3 separate regions of the Mus musculus genome follow, and regions 1 and 2 are each linked to region 3. A link is a contact called in public Hi-C and promoter capture Hi-C data. All regions are on one chromosome and are shown on one strand. The core of a region is the stretch at or near the end of the contact, and the rest is flanking DNA. Distances in the headings are between cores, read along the strand shown. Region 1 overlaps Paqr8 (progestin and adipoQ receptor family member VIII). Region 2 has its middle 16 kb from the start of Tram2. Region 3 holds the start of Pkhd1 (polycystic kidney and hepatic disease 1).

The links. Promoter capture Hi-C pulls out the DNA fragments that hold promoters and counts their contacts. Hi-C and Micro-C count contacts between places; a contact is called where the count stands out from the background.
Region 1: a promoter capture Hi-C map of neural stem cells shows a contact between it and region 3. The contact joins the enhancer-like site here to the promoter of Pkhd1 in region 3. A contact is called at or near these places in 6 of 39 promoter capture datasets (the 3T3-L1 cell line, embryonic stem cells, liver and 1 more), 8 of 484 Hi-C or Micro-C datasets (the C2C12 cell line, embryonic fibroblasts, embryonic stem cells and 1 more) and 2 of 9 other capture datasets (embryonic stem cells and liver).
Region 2: a contact with region 3 is called in a Hi-C map of adipose-derived mesenchymal stem cells, with 3 times the contacts expected there. The contact joins the enhancer-like site here to the promoter of Pkhd1 in region 3. A contact is called at or near these places in 1 of 39 promoter capture datasets (liver), 1 of 15 datasets of contacts at CTCF or cohesin (embryonic stem cells), 1 of 484 Hi-C or Micro-C datasets (adipose-derived mesenchymal stem cells) and 1 of 9 other capture datasets (embryonic stem cells).

Annotation. Positions count from the first base shown.
Region 1 is chr1:20,921,911-20,924,618 of GRCm38.p6, forward strand. The region is part of intron 1 of Paqr8 (progestin and adipoQ receptor family member VIII); the gene reads left to right. Among named protein-coding and RNA genes, the nearest start is that of Gm24171, 7.7 kb to the left of the region's middle. Within about 2 kb of position 1,366, at least 47 of the 459 cell types and tissues checked have an H3K27ac peak or open chromatin away from gene starts, as enhancers often do. A contact at or near this core is called in the C2C12 cell line and neural stem cells, where this site is marked.
Region 2 is chr1:21,093,711-21,096,708 of GRCm38.p6, forward strand. No RefSeq gene overlaps it. Among named protein-coding and RNA genes, the nearest start is that of Tram2, 16 kb to the left of the region's middle. Within about 2 kb of position 1,286, at least 51 of the 459 cell types and tissues checked have an H3K27ac peak or open chromatin away from gene starts, as enhancers often do. A contact at or near this core is called in adipose-derived mesenchymal stem cells, where this site is marked.
Region 3 is chr1:20,616,634-20,619,377 of GRCm38.p6, forward strand. Pkhd1 (polycystic kidney and hepatic disease 1) reads right to left here and starts at 1,424. Exons shown (of 67, transcript NM_153179.3): 1 at 1,278-1,424.

The DNA of each region.
Region 1 (2,708 bases), core at 116-2,615, 310 kb after region 3:
TTCAAACAAAGACAACAAAACCTTAATGCCCATTCCTCCAGCCAGAAATCCAACACAACGCTTAAGAAGACTCCCCAGTGTCCTGTAATAAGTAGACCACTTCTTTTTCCCTACCGCTGGTTTCTGTCAAACCAGGCTTGGTCAGATTATTCCAAACAGCCTCGTTAGCATGTTAACCAGGCAAGTTCAAAACCCACAGACAAACTGTATATATCCACTAAAATGTCGAGGTGCTTTTTGGAGGGTGGTACTTCAATTGCTAGTATTCATTCTTGCCAATCTTTAGATATTTATGTCAAACATTCTTGTTTCCCAAATTGAAATAGTCCTAGTTTTCCAATTATACAGGTAAATGTTGAGACATCCCATAATGATTGTATTTACCTAAGAAGAAAAATAGATTTCCTGAAATCCCAGCACTTGCTGATATCAAAGCTGCATTAATTCTATGCATAGGTATGTTTTCTGTGTTACACTTCTGTGTTTGCAAAAAATAGGACACACTCTTATTTCTTCCTTGTAGTAAAGCCTTTCATTTCCCTTATCTAACAAGTCTCTTCTGGGCTTGCATGATGTACTTGTACTCACTGTTCAAAATGCAGGGATGCTGCAAAAGAAACGGGGACGTACAATCCTCCTGGATTTCCAGAAATGAGATGTAATAAATATTGCATAGACTTGTAATTTATTCAGTCTAGTCTTCCATTTTTGGATGTCAGGATACTATTTGTTGGGTTTTCTCAAATATAAGGGAAACGTGCACTGATTGTTGGTGAATCCAAGTTAAAATTATCTCGGCTAATAATAGTATTTGGTTGGTAACACTAAGCCTTAAAATATGACATTATAAACAACGATATGATTCTTGGCAGAAGTTACAAAGCTCTGGAAGAGCCCAGCAGTCTCTTGCTTGATAGACGACTGAAGGTTCTTGAAGCATCCGAGTCTGCACTTGCTCTATCTCGGTTTTCAAGGCTTCCTGGGGGGCTGGGGGGGGGCAAGGCTCCAGTTCTAATTGAGCCCATGCTGTTGTGTTAGCTGACATTGTTTCTCAGACCCTGTGGTTATGCAGTGATGTGCAAGGCTGACCTGGGGATTCTGGGAGCATTTCTTTTGACCTCTATCGAGAGTGTTTGCTCTTCTGTTCTTTGCCTAACAACCAGCAGGGCCACCCTCTTGCCATCTGTGCATCCTGCACATAATGGCATGAGGTAATGTCACAGAATCTGTTTGTTGATGATTTCAGTATGAGCAAAATAGCCCGGGTGAATTCTAAAATGTACTGTAGCCGAGCTTATATGGACTGGGATGCTGAGACATGGAGGGATGGTGGCTCACAGCAAGTCTCATGGTTAGCAGTAGAGCCATACTGACAGCTGGAACTTTTTTCCTCACTGGCTTCATGCCATGCAATCAGCAAGTCCGAGTTTGTGGTACGGTGGTGTGGAATTTTTGGAATGCATCAAGGAACACCATTGCTTTGGAGGGTGTCTTGGTGGCTAACAGTTAAACTGTCTTTCATACCAAGATATCTCAGTTTCCCAAATATGGAGTTTACTTGATTTTCTTCTTTGTTGATCTGGGAGAGGCTTTATGAGATTGCGTGGAATCTTAGTAGCAGAATTCAGTAACTGCTTTGCTTTCGTTTTTGTTAGCATGCATTATTTATATGCGGTAGGAGGTTTCATTATGGCATTTTCATACATGTGTATTATGTTGGCGTTCTTTCTCCTAGCATCTTTAGGTTGGAATGTCTCAGTGCATCAGTTTTGTAAATCTGGCCACAATGAATCAGTTGTTAAGAGCACCTTTGCTGCTTTTGCAGAGGCCCTTGGGTTTAATTCCCCGTACCCACAGAGTGGCCTGTAAAACCCCTGTTGCAGGAGAACCTGATGCCTTCTTCTGGCCTCTCAGGTACTGGAATCACAACTGAGACATCTGGGACTGTGATCTCAGTCTAGAGAGCTGATGTTTCCAGGCTAGGAGAAATCTTTACACATCCTCAGGACCACACAAGCAAGGTGTGAGTTTACAATGGGACGGAGCCAGTTGGATTTTCCTCTATGTCATCAGGGACTTGTATTTTAACTGTTTTTAGGGGATTACAACAACCACTGGAAACTTGCCATTCTATCTTTACTAAAAAGGAAAGGTATTCATGTATTTGTCATCAGTCTAAACTAGATAAACAAAGCCAAGCCTTAAGTTTGGGGACTTGAAAGAGGGCTCAATGGCTGACAGCACTGGCTGTACTTTCAAAGGACCCAGGTTCAGTTCCCAGCACATATATGACAGCTTACAACTACCTATAACCTTAATTCCAGAAGATCCAATACTCTCTTGTGGTCTCCAAGGGCACTAGGTGCACAAGTGGTACACAGACATATATGTATGCAAAATACCCATACATATAAAATATAATAATAATGGGAACAACAGTGATCCATTTATCCTTTTAAAAGGTACTTTGTTTAGTGCTGTGACTTGTTTGTTACTTGCTTGAGACTGGGTCTCATTGTGTAGCCCTGGTTGGCCAGAAACTCATGATCTAGATCAGGCTTCAAGTTCACAAAGATCTTTCTGCTTCAGCCTCCAAGAATCTGAGATACAGGTGTGTGCCACCACACCCAGCCTGTGATATCCTTTTAAAAACATTTACTTTACTTTAATTTTTCTGTTTTGCCTTCATTTTACATTTTTATTCTAAA
Region 2 (2,998 bases), core at 36-2,535, 480 kb after region 3:
GAGTGTGATCACCTCTGAAAGTATTATTCTATCTACTAAAGTGTGTGGACCATTCTGGCTAATGGTATTTGTCTTAGTTAAAGTTTCATTACTGTGAAGAGACACAATGGCCAAGGCAACTCTTATAAAGGACAGCATTTAATTGGGGATGGCTTACAGGTTAGGAGGTTGTCCATTATCATCATGGTGGAAAGCATGGCAGCATGCAGGCAGACATGGTTCTGGAGGAACCACTGAGAATTCTACATCTTGATCCAAGGCAGCAGATTCTCCTCCACACTGGGTGGGGCTTGAGCATAGGACGTCAAAGCCTATCCCCACAGTGATGTACTTCTTCCAACAAGGCCACACCTCCTAATAGTACCACTTCCCATGGGTCAAGCAAGCTCATACCACCACAGTATGTAAAGGGAAATCAGCTGAAGAATGGAGGAAAACGTTCTCTGATTACAGAGATGTTTGCGTTTGCCTCAGGCATATCTGCTCTGCTTCAAATGACATGAGTTATGACAGATGTCTTATGACTATAGGGAGTCAGCCACAGGAATGAAAACTGACATACAAATAACAGCACTGACCATATCAGAACAGAAGAGTTTGGCCCTCCGATGACCACGGTTGAGCACTGGCCCAAGCCAACCATCATTTTCAGACTCTTGTGAGATACTTAAATAGCCTTTGCTTAGTAGCAAAATGTTTTAGTCCTTGTAGCTGACCTTCTCCTAGAAGAGAGTCAATTCCTTCATTATTGGCCTATTCCATTAATTCCTTGATTAGCCACATAGTCTTCTGTTGCCTGCTTTACCTCAGTCTACTATAGCACCTGTATCATCATTCCAAAGTTTCCTAAGATTCCTAGTTCCTCCTTCTGGCTCCCTCTCTAATGGCTAAGTGAAGGCCCTATAATTTCAGTTATAGCTCGATCTAACCTTGGATGAGCAGGTCTCCCACTACCCATCACACTGTCTGTCCATTCTATCCCCAGATTGAATGATTATGCATGAGCTTGCTGTCTCTCAGACACAAGTAGTTGGGTTGTTGGATGCCTTTGCAACACCTCAGTTTCCTCAGCCCTGTCCCCTTCAGTCTCAGTTTTCTCTTCCTATTACTCCCTCCCCTCCTGGGTTACATCATATCTACTCTGCTCACTCGATGTTCCTGATATATCTTCACATCTGCATACTGGGCCACTAGCCGTTCTCTCACTGCTCCTTCCTGCTGTTATGTCTTTCTGGTCCCTTAATTGGAAATGCCTTTAGCCAGCCAGATGTGATGATTCACATCTGTCATGCTAACCCCCAGGAAGCTAAAGTAGGATGACTGGCAAGTTTGAGGTCAGGCTAGGCTACAGAGTGAGGCCGTGTCTTTGAAAAGGAAACTAGCTCTGTCTGCAGCCTCAGATCTTCACACTGAGTCTTCATTGAAGGCTTTACCACTGCCATTCCCCTTCTTGCTCCCCGTATAGCTCAGACTAATCTTGAACTTACAGTCTAGCAGAGGCTAATCTGATTCTCCTGCCTTCACCTCTGGATTACGGGGAAGTCTTGAGAGGCGGTAAATGTCTGTGAAACCCATAAGTAAGGCTGGTAATGAATAGGCAGTAAAAGAATTAACCAGAACATGGGAAAACAGAGAGAACTTATTGAGATACACTGGAAGGAGACAGTGAATGGGTTTCCAGAGAGGAACCTGGCTGATAGAGAACGGAAGGATTAGTTTGTTTTGGTTTTGTTCTGTTCTGTTCTTTTTTATAACAGTTGGGAAGAAAGTTTCTTGGTTCTATCTTGCAGGACACTGGTGTAGTAGCGTCCATATCTGGAAAGACAAGTAGGCATCTCATTCCATTAGTATGAAGTAAAATTTGTGGCTTGAGGTGTTTTTCTTGAGTTTGGCAACATAGATTCTTAGGAGGCAGGCTCCAGATGACTGGATAGCTGCATAACTGTATTAATGTATAACTTCATTACTGTATAACAGCTGGGATCTGGGTGCCATGGAGTCATGGCCTGGTTGTTGAGTGTGAGAAGTTAGCTTTGGGTGATTGTGCACAATCGGGAGATACCACCATTCCTCATTTGCAAGCAGTTACAAACTGAGAGGTTACTATTTCTGGTGATGAGGTTAGCACCTGCGATAGGAGGGTGCCTAAGCACCTGCGGTAGGAGGGCGCCTAAGCAAGTTTCCCTTACCTCTCCTCTGTCCCTTTATCCTCATCTGTAGCCTTTTTTCAGGAAACTGTGCCCAGCCAAGGCTCGAAAGACTTGTTTTTCTTCTTGCCCTGTAAGTATCCAAGGCACGAATCTTTGTTATCTCCTCCTGACAGCAGTATGATTGTCCATGCAGGGAGAAAGAAACCCTGGTTCACATATTCAGGTCTTATACAAGAAGTGGTCCCCTTCTTCCCAATTTCAAGCTTACTAGAATGGGCAGGACAGTGCACGGAGTCAGGCAAATCCGAGAAACAGCACAGCAGAGTGCAGGATTTCCAGCACACAGATCCGATGCAGTGAGCACCCTCCGATGAGACACACGTGATGAGCGTGGGTACTTTTTACAGCTAATTAATTTTATTTACTTATTTGTGTATGTGAGTGTTAATGTGAGTGTGGGTGTGTGCCCATGCACACCCATGCCCATGGGCCCCAGAGTGAAGAGGAAAGAGATCACTGGGGTCTGTACACTCATTTTCAGTTCATCTGCTCTGGCTTGTCATGTGGGTGCTGGGATCTGAACTCTGATCCTCATGATTGGGTATCACACGCTCTTAACAGCTGAGCTATCCAGTCTTTCTGTTTAAATTATTAAAAATGTGAATCCAATGTATTTGCGCGTAAGAGTGTGTGCATCCTTAGCACACAGGAGATGGTCAAAGGACAACGATTGGGAGAGGGTTCTGTCTTTTCACTACACAGGTCTAGGTGAGAGCAAATATCTTTCCTACACAGCCATTTCATCAGCCATAGCTGTTTTAAATCTCATTTATCCCATTATAATGATA
Region 3 (2,744 bases), core at 174-2,673:
AGGTCATAATATAAGGGCCTGATATAGTATTCAAAGACTTAATTCTTTGATACATTTTTAAATACCACACATCTGATTTTACAGATCTAGAATAAATGGCTTTTTCTCCATGCTGAAGGAAACAGAATTCACATAGCCTGGCCCTATGAAGGCTGAGAGTTCCTCTCTAACACCAGGCAGAAGTGAATAGACAAATATTCCTAAAACTCTAGCTCTGAGGGTCTCTGAAAGTTTGAAAACCGTAATGAATAAGTCCATATCATTACATATACGTTAATGTAAATTTCTACAAAAACACTCAATGTGGTAGCAGTTACAACCGTTTCAGAACGCCCCAGTAGTTTCACGACAAGAATGTCTAGCAATGTCTGCCTGCCCAATTGTAGTGAATTTATCATACAGGTGTGTCCTGTTTAAGATGGCCCAAAAGAGATAATAACTTCTATTTAGTTCAGGACTGGGAAAGTTTATTACATACCCAATAGATGCTGAACATTGTACTGGAAGCCAGGGGAAATAAAAGTCTGTCCTTAGTCCCCAGCAAAGAGGAGGCGTGGAGTCTTTTGAGGTTTGAAAGGAGTGTTGATGTTACCAGGTGTCCTTTTACCTTGTAAAATTTCCTACACCCTTCAGTCTATTTGTAATTGAATTCAATTTACAAACATCCAGCGTTCAAAAGTGCATGTCCTACAAAAGCACAACAGGAGCGAGGATTCCATACCTAGCCCAAAGGCACGGGACCCAGCTTGCATGTTCTGCCAGGTGTGCAGGCCAATCTGGGCATACTATTTTATAATAATTCATCTTAATGTCCGGCCCCATGCTTAGAGCAAGCATAATAACACCCCACTTAGAACAACAGAAATAAGCACCCCACAATGAGCTCCAATAAACTTGAAGTTCAGAAATACCTATTTTTTTTCCTCCAAAACAAAACAGTCATATGAACCATAAATGTCACTTTGCTGGGTGGGGATTCATTCAAGTCTGCTCATCCTTCCTGGTGATCAACACAGTGTCCAGTTTCTTTTAAGGGGAATGTTTCAGCCACAGAGACGTGCACTGTGCATTGAGTTTAGTCCTCTTCCTGTCTGCGTTCTCTTTCTTCTGCCCCTCCCGCATCCCTCTTCTCTCAGCATCCCCTCCTCTGGGAGCCTAAAAGACAAGTTTCCGTGCTCTTACTGTGGACCTCCCACTCCCACTTCCTTTTGCTTACTGCAATGACAGTGGGAGATGCAGCGCTAGAAAAGGAAGTCTTTTTCTGAATCAAACAGTACCTGATGCTGTGTCAGCCTTGTGCCTCAAATGAGAGAAACCGTCCCCTTCTAAACGAAGCCGCGTTATTCGGTGACAGGCCAGCCTGCAGCTAGCTAGCTAGCTAGCTAAGATGCAGGTAGCTCACTTCCTGTTGGACTGGAACTCACCTAACTCGCTTGTGTCCTGGCTAAACGTGCACCAGAGTGAAAGTTCACAAATGACCACAGGGCAAGTTTAATAATTAACGCGAGCCACTTAGAGACCCAAAGAAAGGGCTGCTTACATTTTTCTCCACTTACTGCATGTGTCTCAGACAAGAATTAAAAAAAAAAAAAGAAAAGAAAAGAAAAAAATAGTCTAGCCAGTGTGACCAGTGGGCACTCAGTAACTGAAAGGAGGTGCCAGAAAGACAGCCAGTGAGCAGAGACCCCAGCAGGAACTTACATGCTCCATGAGTGCTCTCTGCCTGATCCTGCACCCTATGCTATGGGCTTTCAGTGGTGGTCCACTACACTTGATGTCTTATTGGTTTCAAAAATATGGCACAGCCTGGGGTTCAAAGGTCACTAGAGTAGATCATTTCCTTCATGGAATACTGTTGCTGTCTTGTGCTTGCTTTTTCTGCAGGTTCAGATATATTTCCTTTGTGTGCATCTTCAGGCCAAGGCTACTAACAGCTTATACTATTGCTAGCTTGCAAGTTTTTAATACCACCCCTTTATGCCTTTTCTAAATCTTGGCTGCCCTTCTAGAACTAATCCCTTTAATAATTTTTTATCTCAAATATGCCTTCTATTTCCTATTAGGACTCTAAGGTTATATATACTCTGAGAGATAACTAAGTTCCCGTATTGGCAATATACAGTTCACAGTCATCAAAACTCGAGTGTACCTTGCTAAATGATTCAGCAGGGTTGAGCTGCTCAATAGTGTCTGACGTATATAAGCTATTCCCAGAACTCTGTGTACATCACGTAGGGGAAAAATACTATGTTTATTCTTCTATAAACCCAAATAGATTGCACTGTGCTTTCTATAGAGTAGACTCATCCATAACGTGGATTATATTAGGGATATATTTGAAATAGACCTAGGCAATGAAAGCAAAGTATTGAAACTGAGAATGCCTGGGGCCTCTTTTGGTTTGGGCTTTTCCCCTTTCCTTACTTTGAAAAAAAATTATTATATTGTCTACAACTTATATCCATATTTCTGAAAGAAAGAGGGCAGATCACCAGGTGGACAGGACAGCAGCATGACTTTCCACTGAAGAACTTCATTAGGCGATTAGAGCAAGCTTTTGTCTTCCAGGGTCAACTCTTGAGATGCTTCACCTCACATTGCACTGCCAGAACCTCCCTGGAGAAAAAGCCCCCCTTTTCCTCTCTGGGATTCCTCTCTTGTCTTGCTTGCTTTTCTTCAGCCCTCTTCTCTTCATGAAGATACAAAGGAAAGGAAAGCAAATCCCTCTGGGTGTGATTTCCCAT